3 separate regions of the Sus scrofa genome follow, and all the other regions are linked to region 2. A link is a contact called in public HiChIP or PLAC-seq data. All regions are on one chromosome and are shown on one strand. The core of a region is the stretch at or near the end of the contact, and the rest is flanking DNA. Distances in the headings are between cores, read along the strand shown.

Region 1 (4,334 bases), core at 1,245-3,744, 500 kb after region 2:
TAGGGACTTTCTCAGCATCATCCCTATGCTTCGAATCAGGCAGATGGAGTGTTTACTTGAATATAAATCTATATAATCCCCTGAGAAATCCAGGTGTGTTTCCTCTCTGAAATGGTGGTGATGTGCTTCCAGGTGCTATGCAGAACATTGATTAGAATGTGTACATTGCCTTCCATCTTACTTAGACGCCATCTCTCTCCCTAATCTCTAGCCACCTGATGTATTTTTTATGTGTCTCTTGATTTTAATCACTGAGAATAAGACGGAAAATACCCGATTTCTAATATCTCTTTTGATAGCATAGTGACGGAGTATGTGTCCAAATTTGTCTCCAAAATTTCAGTTTTATTCCCTCAAATTTCTTGATAACAGTTGTTTAGTTATTATAGGCTCAATATATAATGCACCAAACTTTGTGAATCTGAAAAATGAAGAAAAGGCAGAAGCAATTGTGTACCAAACATAAACAGCGCTTACCTTGTCTTACGATTTAAATATGCAAATAAGCATGAAAATAATGAGTGCTTCTCTGTTGTTTTGCTAGTGATTGGAATAATTTCAACAGTAGTCTTTAAAAAATCTATTCATTGAATGTATTTTCCATAATGAGTAATTTGTTCTATGTCTCATTTTCTCTGAAAGTTCCCCTACTTGAACCTCTGACTTGGCAGTTTAAACTTCTCCAGAACTTTTGAATTATTAATCTTGGCTGCATGATATGCAAATCAGACTGTACTAACTGGCCAGCAGCACAGCACTGGGTCAGAAGCTGTATCAAGTTGCTGGCAAAGAATATCTGTCAAGGGATCAGGGCTTTCCAACATAATGGTAAGCTATAATGCAACTCGTGTTGCCTAGGTATATATATTAATGCCAGATATCCTGTTAGGGATTTATTTTTAAAGTCACCTGTGAGCAACTAAGGTTTTAAGTAATGTTTAAATGAACTGTCTGATCTGTCATTTATAAGTATGTGTAGAACAGCAAAAGAAACTAAAAAGAAGGCATAATCATTTCCTCTACATTTATTTTTTACTAAATTATACTTTTTGTTTTAATTGCCAAATACTAAGTTTATTTTATTAAAAGAGGTTTATTATATTTTTTAATGTCTTGGTAAGTTATATTTCAACAAAAAAGAGTAACTGGATTTACTGAATTAAATATAACTACTTATAGAATGTAATTTTAAAGTTTTTAAGTCATATGAAACAATCTACCATCTACAATATATTCTCAGAAAACAATGTGTTAGAGAAAATTTTAAGGCATTCTGAAAGAAAAAAAGATTATAAATTGTCATAAATAGCACAATTTCATTTTTGTAAAGATAAATTCAAATAAATATTAAAGTGTAGGAAGTTATCCCAATATCAGGTATGGCTGGCTTATAGATAATTTTGAATTTTTTTCTTTATTTCCCTCGCTCTTTTTTTTTTTGCCTATTTGCCTTTTCTGAGTCAGTGTTACATAATAATGTGTTTTTTAAAGTTATTCTTTAAAAAAACAATGAACCAACCACTCTGAAAAGTCATTCACTTTCCTTATTCCAGTCCTGGTATTCTTTATCCCTACTACCTATCTTAATCTCCATCCCAGTGGATGACTCAAACTAGAATTCTCTATGGCCCCTAACTTGCCTGAGTGGTAGCTATTGGCAATCTGGCTTCTAGTTATACAAGCCTTCATGAATGTATTTTCCTTCCATGGCAGTCAAACCTTTCTGCCATGTATAAGCTACTGTCATAATTCAGTACTTTTGAGAACTAACTGGACAGAAAGATAATGATCATGATTAGGAAAAGAGGAAATTCAAAAATGAAACAAAGTTCTTGTCAGAGAGAGAAAGTTCCTCTTGTCTTAATATTCATTTTAGTGCATGCAGGTGCATGCACCAAATAACAAAGTTGCCTAGAACTGAGCCCTGAGGAACTCCAATATTTGACCAAAAAGGGATTAGACCATAAAAGAGTTTATAAAGAGAGGAAGGAGGATAATGAGAAGACATTGCCATGTCAAGCCAGGGAAGGGAGAACTTCCAGAAGCTGTAGAATGGTAAGTAGCCGGGAATAGAGTAAAAAATGATATTAAAAAATATTGAAAAATTACTGTGTTTCTAAAAAATAAAGCTTATTATTTTTAAAAACATCTTTGACCTTTTGCTGTATTCCTGGAAATTTTTAATTTTTAATATTATACATGCTGATTTGGAGGAAAAAAAATGAAAGTCTAGGTAAACCAAAAAGAGAAAGGGCATGATAAAAATTATCTGGAATTCATCACTAGGGGTAAAACTATTAATACTTTCATACATGTCCTAGATGTTCTGAAGTTTATTAATTTCAGATGTAAATTTCTAATTTTTTAGTTAATTTAAAAAATTGAGCCTAGAAGATGCATATTAAATTTTACCATCTACAAATGTATGTCTGAATCACTACTACAATTGCAAAATTTGAGTATTAATCATACTATATTTAGCATCAGCTATTATAGGGAAATAGAACAAGGAACTTAGTTTGATGGACTTCCTACTTATCTGACCTTGGAGAAATATATATATATAAAGATGTTTTGTAAAGAATCAAGTATGTATATTCTTCTCTCCCCTGAGCAATCATTTACAGACCATCTACTTAACTGGTAGTTACTGAACCAGGTGTATAAGATAAACTATGAGTAAGATAAAGTTGTGTGAAATGCTAAGAAGAAGCTAAGTATATAATGGGGGTGGTGCTAATTAGATTGGGGAGTCAGAGGTCCTATCTGAAAAACCACACTTAAACTGAGGTCTGAAAGAAGTGCAGATCTGAAAGAGTATGTGAGGGGCTAGGCTCATAGTAGGGGAAGGTCAGTGAAAAAATTCAATGAGCTGAACATTAGGAAAATTCTCTGTGCAATCAAAGAAGAGGGAAAAAATGAGAAGGAGGAGAATAATACTAGGTGAAGCTGATGTCAAGTACAGGAGCCAGACCATGCAGGCCTTGAAGTCTCAGAAAAAAACTTTGGGCTTTATTCCTTAGACAGTGTAAAATCATTTAAGCATTTTGTTTGAGGAGAGCACTATGATCAGAATTTTGATTGCAGCCTTTTAGGATTGTTTAGCTATTGTGTCACATATAGATTGAAAGGGGACCAGAGAAGATGTAAAGAGACCATAGGAGGATATAGTATAGTCTGAGATAAAGATGATGGTGGCCTGGATTAGAATGGTGATAAAGGAGATGGAGCCATAGTAATGGATCTGAGAAATATCCAGCCATTATAGTAAATAATACATGGTTAGTCATCGTTACTATAGATGACTTCAAGGATGTTGCTCAGATGCTGAGGTGAACACCTGGGTACATGTGTTAGGTGGAGATACAGCAGGATTGAGAATGAGGTTGAAGAGCTTATATAGAATTCTGCAGGCAGAGGTGCCTCTGAGAGATCAATCAGTGGCAAGAGGTATAAAAAACTCAAGTTTATAAGACAAGTCTGGGCTGGGATGTAAATCTGAGAGGTTGATATGTGGATGGTCATTAAAGATAGAAAGTGTATGAAGTCAGCCAGGCAGAACATAGATAAAGGAATTCAGTACCAATCCTTGAGGAACTCCATATTTAACACCTAAGCCAAGAAAGTTTACCCCATAAGAGAGCCTGCAAAGAAAAACCAGGGAGAAAGAAGGAAAACCAGGAGATTATCATGTCACAGAAGGCAAAAGAGAGAGTGCTTCCAGAAGATATAGTATGAACAATAGCTGAGAAGTCAAGTGAGAAAATGACTGAAAAATATGCATTGGTTCAAACAACATGGAACTATTTTGGTGAAGTGGTGGGTCGGAAGACACACTGGAGAAGGATGAAGAGAGAACAGGGTGTCAAGATGTCAAAACAATTAGCGAAGATAGCTTTTTTTTATAGATCAAGGTATCACAAGGAGAAAAACATGTGAAACCAGGGAAAGTGGTTTGTGGCTTAAGTATGCCTTATTTTTAAGACTGACAAGATGAGAATGTCTAAATACTGATGGAAAGGACACAGTTGAAATGGAGAAGCTGAGCAAACGGGAAAGAGACCAGATGGATGACTCATAAAAATCTTGAGAATTTGGGCTTGAGCTGAATTCAGAGTAACCCCGGAGGAATAGATATTCTCTGTTGTCACTGGAAGTAAGGAGAGGACAGAAACAGAGGCAAGAAGCAGAGAGTGGACACCAGTGAACAGGCTCTGTCTCAGGGATTTGCAGGCAAAACCATCTGCTAATGATAAACAGAATAGAGTAGATGGAAGAGATTTGAAAAAATTGGAAAGTTAGGAAACATTGAGAAAGAATAAATTGCCAGCCAT
Region 2 (4,086 bases), core at 491-2,990:
ACCACTAGGCTCCTTCTGCCATGGCTCTTCCAGTAAAGGCCACGTCACCAGCCAGAGATGGGTTTTGGAAGGGATTGGGCACTTCAGATGATGACCGGGTGTTGACCTGGGTGTGGCCCTGGGCACTGTTTAAAAGCACACTGCAGACTTTCTGCTCTTGTCCGTGATGGGAACTGATTTCCCTCCTTTCTCCTGATTCCAGTTTCCCAGGCAAGGCTTGCAGCAGACCCAGCAGCAGCAGCAGACGGCCGCCCTGGTGCGGCAGCTCCAGAAGCAGCTTTCTAGTAAGTACGCTCTGCTGGGAACAGACGGCTCCCAGGACATGAAAAATGAGCCATCTGGCAAAACGCAAGTGGCAGATCCTCGAAAACTACTGGCTTCCTCCATGCCATTTGCATGTTTGGTTAAGTCCAGGCTATTCTCATTTTGTCCTGTTTTGGTTTGTATGCTTCTTTTCCTGAAAGGCCCAGTCTTATGTCTTTGAGTTCAGTGACGATGTTTTCCTGTTGCTTCCATCTGAATTGAGAATGTTCCTTTCCATCTGGGGGACCCTGGTGGAATGGCAGGTGCTTTGCTCATCAAGCTGGACACCCTGGCACAACTCTGCCAACACCCTCAAGAGATATGGAGAGGCTAGTGCTAGAAAGACCCATGCCCTGGTCACTAGGGCCGAGACACTCTTACCAGGGCAACTCCTTGCCGATAGTGACTGGGAGAAACCAAAGCCTGTAACACGCTGGCAGATGGCATTGCAGGGTAGCGTTTTTCCCCAGTACTCTTGCTGCCGTGCCAGCTGCTGCCTCTCTAGGTGCATGCCCACCACCTATTTTCTTAGACCTAATCTCAGTGCCAGCTCAGCTCCCGTGAGTCCCCTCACCCTGTGCTGGAGTCCCAGGGTAGGGTTCTTTTAGAAATGGGAGCAAGTCCCCAGTGATACAAAGAGTATTGGCCCAGAAATCAGAAGACCTAAATTCTAGTGCCAACTCCACTGCCATTACCTGTCATTCGTGTGGTGAGGAGCGAGACCAGAGATTCCTCTGGGGTCTTGATTCTGTGCTTCTGAAGTAGAGAGCAAAGAGCAACAAGCTCTGAGGGTGGTGGTGCAGCTCTGGTGGGAACTGTGAGGGAAGGGTGTGGTGTATGACTGAGTGGCAGCTTGGTTCTGGTCTTAGTGTCCCGCCCGGCTGCTGCCTGTGTTTTTTCCTGGGCCGAGGGAACATCTCTCATATCTTCTATCTCTCTGAGGGCATAACCAAGGTCTTTTTTTTTGTTTCCCCTGTAGAGTATTTCCCTCATTTAATTTCAGTTAATTGTGTAAAGCAATCTTTTTCCAATGACTGTTCAATCAGTATGATCTATTAAACACATGCAGTTAAAATTTCACTGTATTTCACCAATTCCAAAGTTCATATTTTTGCATGGCAATAGAATATAATTTTAAGGTAGAGACAACATGTTCTATTTTTAATTTTCTTCTAGTGATTTCAGATATGTACTTCGGATTTTAAAGGAGTTGCAGATTCCCCAAACTCACAAAATGTTTTTTTTTTTTTTTTTTTTTTTTAAACCATTATTTCTGGAGTACTTTCTTAGACCCAGGAACTATGACTTTATATGTGTTCATTCACTTCATTCCTAAACCACCCCTTGAGATGAAGAATTGTGGCTTTTCCCATACTGTAGATGAGGAAACAACTGAACAATGGGGGTGTTGACCTGTTTGCCCAGAGTGACTCAGCCAAGAGCTGGGACTTAGACCATCTCCTTCTAGACCCCATGTCTTAACCACAAGATGCTGCTGCCTGATATCAGCAGTTATGTCCGGTTTCTTTTGTTGAATAAAGGCAACCAAGCTGAGCTGCCCATTGCACAACTCTAGGGGCTCCTTTTATGCCACAGTCCATGTGCACGGGGCCTCTGGATTTGAATAGTCCCACTGGAGTTGTGCAATCAGCAGTTATTTTTAAGCCCATGTCATTTTTCTCTTTGTGTGTGCCTACACACATACATGCACACACCCACACCACACACACAGCCACTCTTTCACAAGCATATACTCTTGCACGGTTCTCTCTGATGCACATACAGCCATTTGCAGACAACTGTCCAATTTCAAGCTACCGCTCTCTTACCTAGTATGATGTTCATGGTAAAGCAGACTCTCTGATGTGCTTTCCTAAAGTTTTGAAAACGTTCAGTGTTTTATGATACTCATAGTTCTTCTGTATATTAGTAGAGATATTTGTTAGTTCAGAGATAGAGACTTTTGATGGGCCAATTCCCTGCATCCCAAAGCTTTATGCTGCCTTGGCAGGTATGCAACTCCAATGCAGAGCCCCCCACCGCAGAATGAATTCAATAGCAGTAATAAAACTCTGGGCTAGTGTTGTACCCCCTGACCAGTCCACCTGCTCCCCTCTTCCTGAGCTTGGTACTTGAAGGCAGTGACAAGAGCATACTGTCTACCTGTGGCATAATTTTGCATCTGCAATCTTATCTGAATTTATTTTTCTCCTTAGGTAACCAGCCACAGCAAGGAGTGACTCCCTATGGGCATCCTTCACACTTCTGAATCTGGAAGAGGACAAGACTTGTTCTTATGAAGCTTTTTGTTTGCACTGGAAAATAGAAAATCAAATTGAATGCAGTAGTCATCTTTAGACATGTCCCTTTATTCTTTCATTTATTTGAAGTTTTCCCATATTTTACGCTACGTTGCATACAAAGGTGTTTAAACAAAAAGTAAAGGAAAAGGTGCAGTTTGGTTTGGTTTCATTCAGCTTTAACATAGGTTTAAAAATGTGGATCATGTGGGCCTACTCCAGGAAGAGTTTGGTAGCAGATCTTTTGAAATTGGTGCTTTTTTTTGAATCTCATAGAAAGAATGAATTGTGGTGGATTTAAAATATTTATGTATTCATTCATGATGAAGATTTTTGTTTGTTTGTTTTTTGCAAACTGTGCCGGACCAAAACTACTGATTTGAGAGGCACGTCAGATCGTGACAGGACAGTGACCCATTCATTCTGCATTTACCTTTGGTGATGAAATGGACATTTATTTGCATTGCTCTAATTTGACATGTTTGTAATTTCATAAGCACTTTATAAACTTTGTTCTTATTTATGTAGGATTTTTCTTTGCTTCTGTTGTGGTCAAAAGGTGCTGAAACAGATTGTTGCTTAGTACTTAAACTTCCTAGACCAAGAACTTCAACTAAGGCTTCGGTGAGAGCCACCCTAAGGTATGTGGAAGCCTGTTAGAAGTAGCTGTACTGAATTTGTTTTCAGTGGAGAGCTCATTGACCAGAGTCTCTGTGAAGGTACAACATGTAAATTCTAAAGGCCTGAACGACCCACAGTGGAATTGTTCCAATTATTTATTGTCAGTTTTGGTAAAATGACCTTGTCCAGTTCTGGTTCTCCTGAACCTTATGCCAACTTGAGAAAAAAATCTTGCAGCTGGCCTGAGATTCCACAGTGCTCAAACTTGACATGGTTTCCAGAGAATCTGGCCCCCATGTCCAGATGGCTCTGGTTTTCATAAGAGATGTATTTGCTGTTTATTTTGTATGGTAAGTATTTGCTATTTTGAATTTAATTATTAATGTTGGTGTCTGTCTTGGTTGTGTATTGCATATACTGTATTTATAAATTGGTGCAAAAAGCACAAGTAAAGTAAATTATACATCAAATTTATTATAAAGAAATAGTAACTATTTTAACTTTGTTCAAGTATGTGGTAATTTGCTCCTATTAGAGTAAAAAATACAGTAAATTATTATCAGTTTGTGTAACTTAAGAGTATTCCATATAATATTTTTTTAGATTTAGAGGCATACAATTTTGAATGTGAAAATTGCAGGGCATTTTAAAACATGTGGGGGATATTTTCCCATGTTCTGTGTTAATACCTTTTCTTTTGCCACATGAATTTACACGTAATGTAGTCGAGCATACTGTGAATAGACCTGTCTATAATTAGCAAACCATGTAGAACTACTTTTTTTAAATGTAGCTGGTACAACTTTAGTAGATCATTTCCTTTGCAAATCATTATATAAATAATTTATATCTTCCTAGGTGA
Region 3 (4,135 bases), core at 303-2,802, 270 kb before region 2:
CAGAGCTGTTTTGATTCCTAATCAGTCATTCGATTTTGAGCAGGTTACAGACAAGTTACTCGTGCCTAAGTGTCCTTTCTTGTCACATTGGCATAGAACACATACTTGCCCTCTCTATCTCTAAGGAGACATGAGCACTTTGAGAATTCTAAAGCCCTATATACGTAAGTCTTAAAGAATTGTTACTGTTAATGATAATAACGTGGCAAGCATTATTAGTATTATTGTGGAAGAACCAGTCTGAGGGCATAATTCTCTGATAAGGAGTTCTATAAAGTGGTGTGGTTAGGATTCAGAAACAGCTCACTTCTTTTTAATGCACTTCCCCTTTTTTGGTTTCATAATTTGTGTTAGGACTTAGACAACACAGTAGGTAGTAGAAAAACTGACCAACCCCTGCAGTTGCAATAAGGTTGAGGTTTGTGCTTGCTGAAGACATGTTTAGGTATGCTTGGGCCCCAGACTGCAGAGTGCTTCCCACGTCTGTTTGGGAAATTTGACCTTTACCCCTGGGTTCCCTTTTCTCTGGATAGGGAGTGGGGAAAGCAGCTGTCTAGAGGACTCAGAAATCTAAGGTTCAGGCTGGTGTGTGTGATCATTCTCGGTATTTGGTGAAAGCCTGCTAAAACCATTATGCATGGGCATGAAGGCATTTGAGGGCTTGGTCCTGCCCTGTGGTTGGACTGTGGCCAGCGTGAGAATAGGAGCTGGCAGTGTGCCCCCTGTGGGGTGTGCCAGGCATGCGTTCACAGCTAGCCATGGAGAATGTTATTCCATTACCTGCCCCCCCCCCCCCGAGCCAGCTACTGCTTCCAAGTGATGGGTAAGGTAGAAAGTATACATCTCAACATCCTCGATGTTTACTTATTCTAGATTTATGCTACTTGGGTTTCCATTCAGTATATGTGAGATATCAAAGTCTATAACACTTAGAATGGGGCTCAGAGACTCCTGTCACCAGTGGCCAGGCAGGCGATATAAACTAGAGGTGGGCTGCTGTATACAGTTCCCCCAGAGGGTGAGGCCAAGGTCACTGGGAAAGGGGGCTGCCCTTTCTGCACCGGGTAGCCTTTCTTGGCTTCTGCTTGGTTTGCAGACCCACTGTTGCCTGACCTTCCAGAATTTCAGGAGAACTTGAATGTCAGCTTTCCCAGTCTTAAACCACTCTGCCAGCCAAGCAGTGTGTCTGTGGGCCATGTCCACTCAGATGCCTGTCACTCTCCAGCTCCTGGGAGTGTCTTATGCAGCACTCACTCACGATTGGCCCGTTCAGTGTTTCAGAACCATGTCTACTCTGCGTACTAGAGGCAGAGAAGCCCAGAATCCTCATGGGGGCCTTACAGTGGGGGCCGTGGGGACCTCCGGATTCCAATCCCTGCCTGAGTCTGTTGCCTGGGACCCACAGGCAGGGGTCACCTTGCTGACCTCCTCTCTGAGCAGCAAGCCAGGGAGGTGCCCCCTCCACCTTCCAGAGCCCCAGACCACTTCCTTCTGCTTGGCTTCTCTCCTGGTTTGTGCTGTGCTGGGCAGGAGGGAGGAAGCAGCTGTGGCTTTGGGTGCTCCCCAGGGGCATGGATAGAAGGGAAAGTTGAAAGGAAGCAGGAAGAGCTGCCTTTTCACTTCTCCCTCTGGTGCTGGAGGAGGCAGACTTTCTCCTGAGTAACAAAGGGAAAGGCCAGCCCAACTGTGCTGGTAACAGTGTGTGCCCAAACAGTGGCAGGTGTGCATTTCCTCTTTCCCTGACGGCAGATCCCAGCCACCACACACCAGACACCAGAATACCGACTGTTTATTGTTTGCATTTATTTTCTGCATAGACCATTCACAGAGTACTCCCTGGACAGGTGCAATGAGTTCATGTGAGATTTTTGACTGGAAAGTCCGGAGCAGGCCTTTCTTCCACTCTGGCCCAGGCCTCCAAGGCCAGACTAGCTCTACACCATTGTGGCCGGGGAACTCTGACCACATGATCCGCCAGGCCAAACCTCAGTTTCTTCACTGCCTCCAGCATTGAGCTGGGCCTAATGTGTCTTCCAGAGATGTTCACTGAATTGGTTTTTGGAGGCTCTTAAAAAAGCATCTGGGGAGTTCCTGTTGTCGCTCAGAGCAATGAACCGACTAGTATTGATGAAGATGAGGATTCGATCCCTGGCTTCACTCAGTGGGTTAAGCATCCGGGATTACTGTGAGCTGTGGTGTAGGTCGAAGGTGTGGCTCGGATCCCACAGCGTTGCTGTAGCTGTGGTGTAGGCCAGCAGCTCTAGCTCTGATTGGATCCCTAGCCTGAGAACTTCCACATGCTGCAGGTGCAACCGTAAAAAGGAAGAAAAAAAAAAAAATGACTGGGTCCTTGAACTGGAAGGGGCAACCCTTCTGAAAGATTTGCCTCGGAAGGGTTGGGGTGAAGGCAGGGATGAGCTCTGTGTAATATGTCAGTTTTACCAGTGGATCAGGTCCAGATGTATAAGAGGATCTGTGCAGGTGGAAGTGGGAGGGCAGCTGACAGGAGAGGTCTTGGCAGGCAAGTCAGCAGGTTAGTGCATTTCTTGGTGGTGTTACAGACGATTCAGTCACCTGGATGAGTCTCAGTTTCTTCCTTTGTGCATGGGGCATCCTATCTCCTGATGTGGAAATGGCAGGAAACTATATGGATAAAGCATTTCAAAATTAATAGTGCCTGGCTTTAAATGGTTCTCAGTAAACACTAACTGCTACCCTTCCTGACTGATGGGTTTAGGAAGGCAGTGAGACCCTGGAGAGATGGCAGGAATGTGATCCTTTGGTTCCCTTCGGACTACTGTGGGGACACACATACATATCACACAGTCTGGTAATCCATAAAGCACAGCCTGGACCTATCAGACGTTTTACTTTCTCAGATTTTCACAGAGGCTTTACCCCCAGTAGGGGGCGGTTGGATGGGACTGGCCCACCCCAGGCCCGCTGGCTGCTACCATGTTGTAAGAGCGATCACCCTCATTTCAGTGCTTAGGTCTTTTCTGTTCTTTTTAAACATGTTTAAGAAAAAAAGAAGTCATTTTATTTTTATTGCTTTTTTTTTTTTTTTAAGGGCTATACCCCAGGCATATGAAGATTCCCAGGCAAGGGTTCGAATCAGAACTGTAGCTGCTGGCCTACACCATAGCCACAGCAATAATACAGATCTTTAACCCACTGAGCGAAGTCTGGGATAGAACCTGCATCTTCATGGATGCTAGTCAGATTCGTTTCCACTGCACCACAATGGGAACTCCAAAAAAGTCACTCTTTAAAATGGGACTCAAGATAAGAGGGTCAAATGAGGCAGAAGTCAAGGAAACTAGGAAAGCACCCATAAGTGTCTTCCCATTGTGGTGCCTGTGGAGTTATTAATGCCGATCACGGCCCCGCCTGAGCTTCTTAGGCCTCGTGTTACTCATTTCCCCGCTGGACACCAGAGGAAGCCTTGCTAACCTTTTACAACTGTTTTCTTCTTTCTTAAAATAACTCTATTAGTAAAAGGGCAGTTATATTAACATGGTTGAGGGAGAAAGTGGTATGTCCAGACATTTAGACTTTGCTGTGATTGAGAAGGGCCAGTAATGAGTCCATTTCTATCATGGGTGGGCCTTTGAGTTTGTTTTTTCCTTCTTCAGCCTTTCCTTGAGTACTTCCTAGCACTAGGCCTTGTTTCAAGAAATTTTCCCTGGCTGATGAGACACACGTTTAAAAAGAGATTTTTTTGGGAGTTCATGTTATGGCTCAGCGTGTTGTGAACCAACTAGTATCTTTGAGGATGCAGGTTTGATCCCTGGCCTTGCTCAGTGGGTATGAGGATCTGGTGTTGCTGTGAACTGTGGTGTAGGTTGCAGATGTGGCTTGGATCCTGAGTTGCTGTAGCTGTGGTGTAGGCTGGCAGCTGCAGCACAGATTCAACCCCAGCTTGGGACCGTCCATATGCTATAGGTGTGGCCCTAAAAAAAAGAAGATAGGAGAGTTTTTTAAAATATTCTACTTCACAGATGAGGAAACCAAGGTTTTGGTAGGATGAGAAAATTGTCTAAGCCTTACTAGTAGGATCTGCTTCATATGGTGGCATATGGTAAACACCAAGTAAATGCCAATTAAGTTCTTGGCTGGGCAGCTTTGGTTATCA

What was found. HiChIP or PLAC-seq counts read pairs in DNA pulled down with a chosen protein or histone mark.
Region 1: a contact with region 2 is called in an H3K27ac HiChIP or PLAC-seq map of alveolar macrophages. The contact joins two enhancer-like sites. A contact is called at or near these places in 1 of 5 promoter capture datasets (fetal skeletal muscle) and 1 of 2 datasets of contacts at active chromatin or transcription factors (alveolar macrophages).
Region 3: a contact with region 2 is called in an H3K27ac HiChIP or PLAC-seq map of alveolar macrophages. The contact joins two enhancer-like sites. A contact is called at or near these places in 1 of 47 Hi-C or Micro-C datasets (embryonic fibroblasts) and 1 of 2 datasets of contacts at active chromatin or transcription factors (alveolar macrophages).

The regions. Positions count from the first base shown.
Region 1 is chr13:92,121,732-92,126,065 of Sscrofa11.1, forward strand. It overlaps SUCNR1 (succinate receptor 1), which reads left to right. Exons shown (of 2, transcript XM_013982123.2): 1 at 1-828. The coding sequence starts at 826. Among named protein-coding and RNA genes, the nearest start is that of SUCNR1, 7.1 kb to the left of the region's middle. Within about 2 kb of position 2,495, at least 6 of the 83 cell types and tissues checked have an H3K27ac peak or open chromatin away from gene starts, as enhancers often do. A contact at or near this core is called in alveolar macrophages, where this site is marked.
Region 2 is chr13:91,619,396-91,623,481 of Sscrofa11.1, forward strand. MED12L (mediator of RNA polymerase II transcription subunit 12-like protein) reads left to right here. Exons shown (of 46, transcript XM_021069608.1): 45 at 203-284; 46 at 2,520-4,086. The coding sequence ends at 2,572. Among named protein-coding and RNA genes, the nearest start is that of IGSF10, 58 kb to the right of the region's middle. Within about 2 kb of position 1,741, at least 6 of the 83 cell types and tissues checked have an H3K27ac peak or open chromatin away from gene starts, as enhancers often do. A contact at or near this core is called in alveolar macrophages, where this site is marked.
Region 3 is chr13:91,352,794-91,356,928 of Sscrofa11.1, forward strand. All of the region lies in intron 11 of MED12L (mediator of RNA polymerase II transcription subunit 12-like protein), which reads left to right. Among named protein-coding and RNA genes, the nearest start is that of GPR171, 35 kb to the right of the region's middle. Within about 2 kb of position 1,553, at least 17 of the 83 cell types and tissues checked have an H3K27ac peak or open chromatin away from gene starts, as enhancers often do. A contact at or near this core is called in alveolar macrophages, where this site is marked.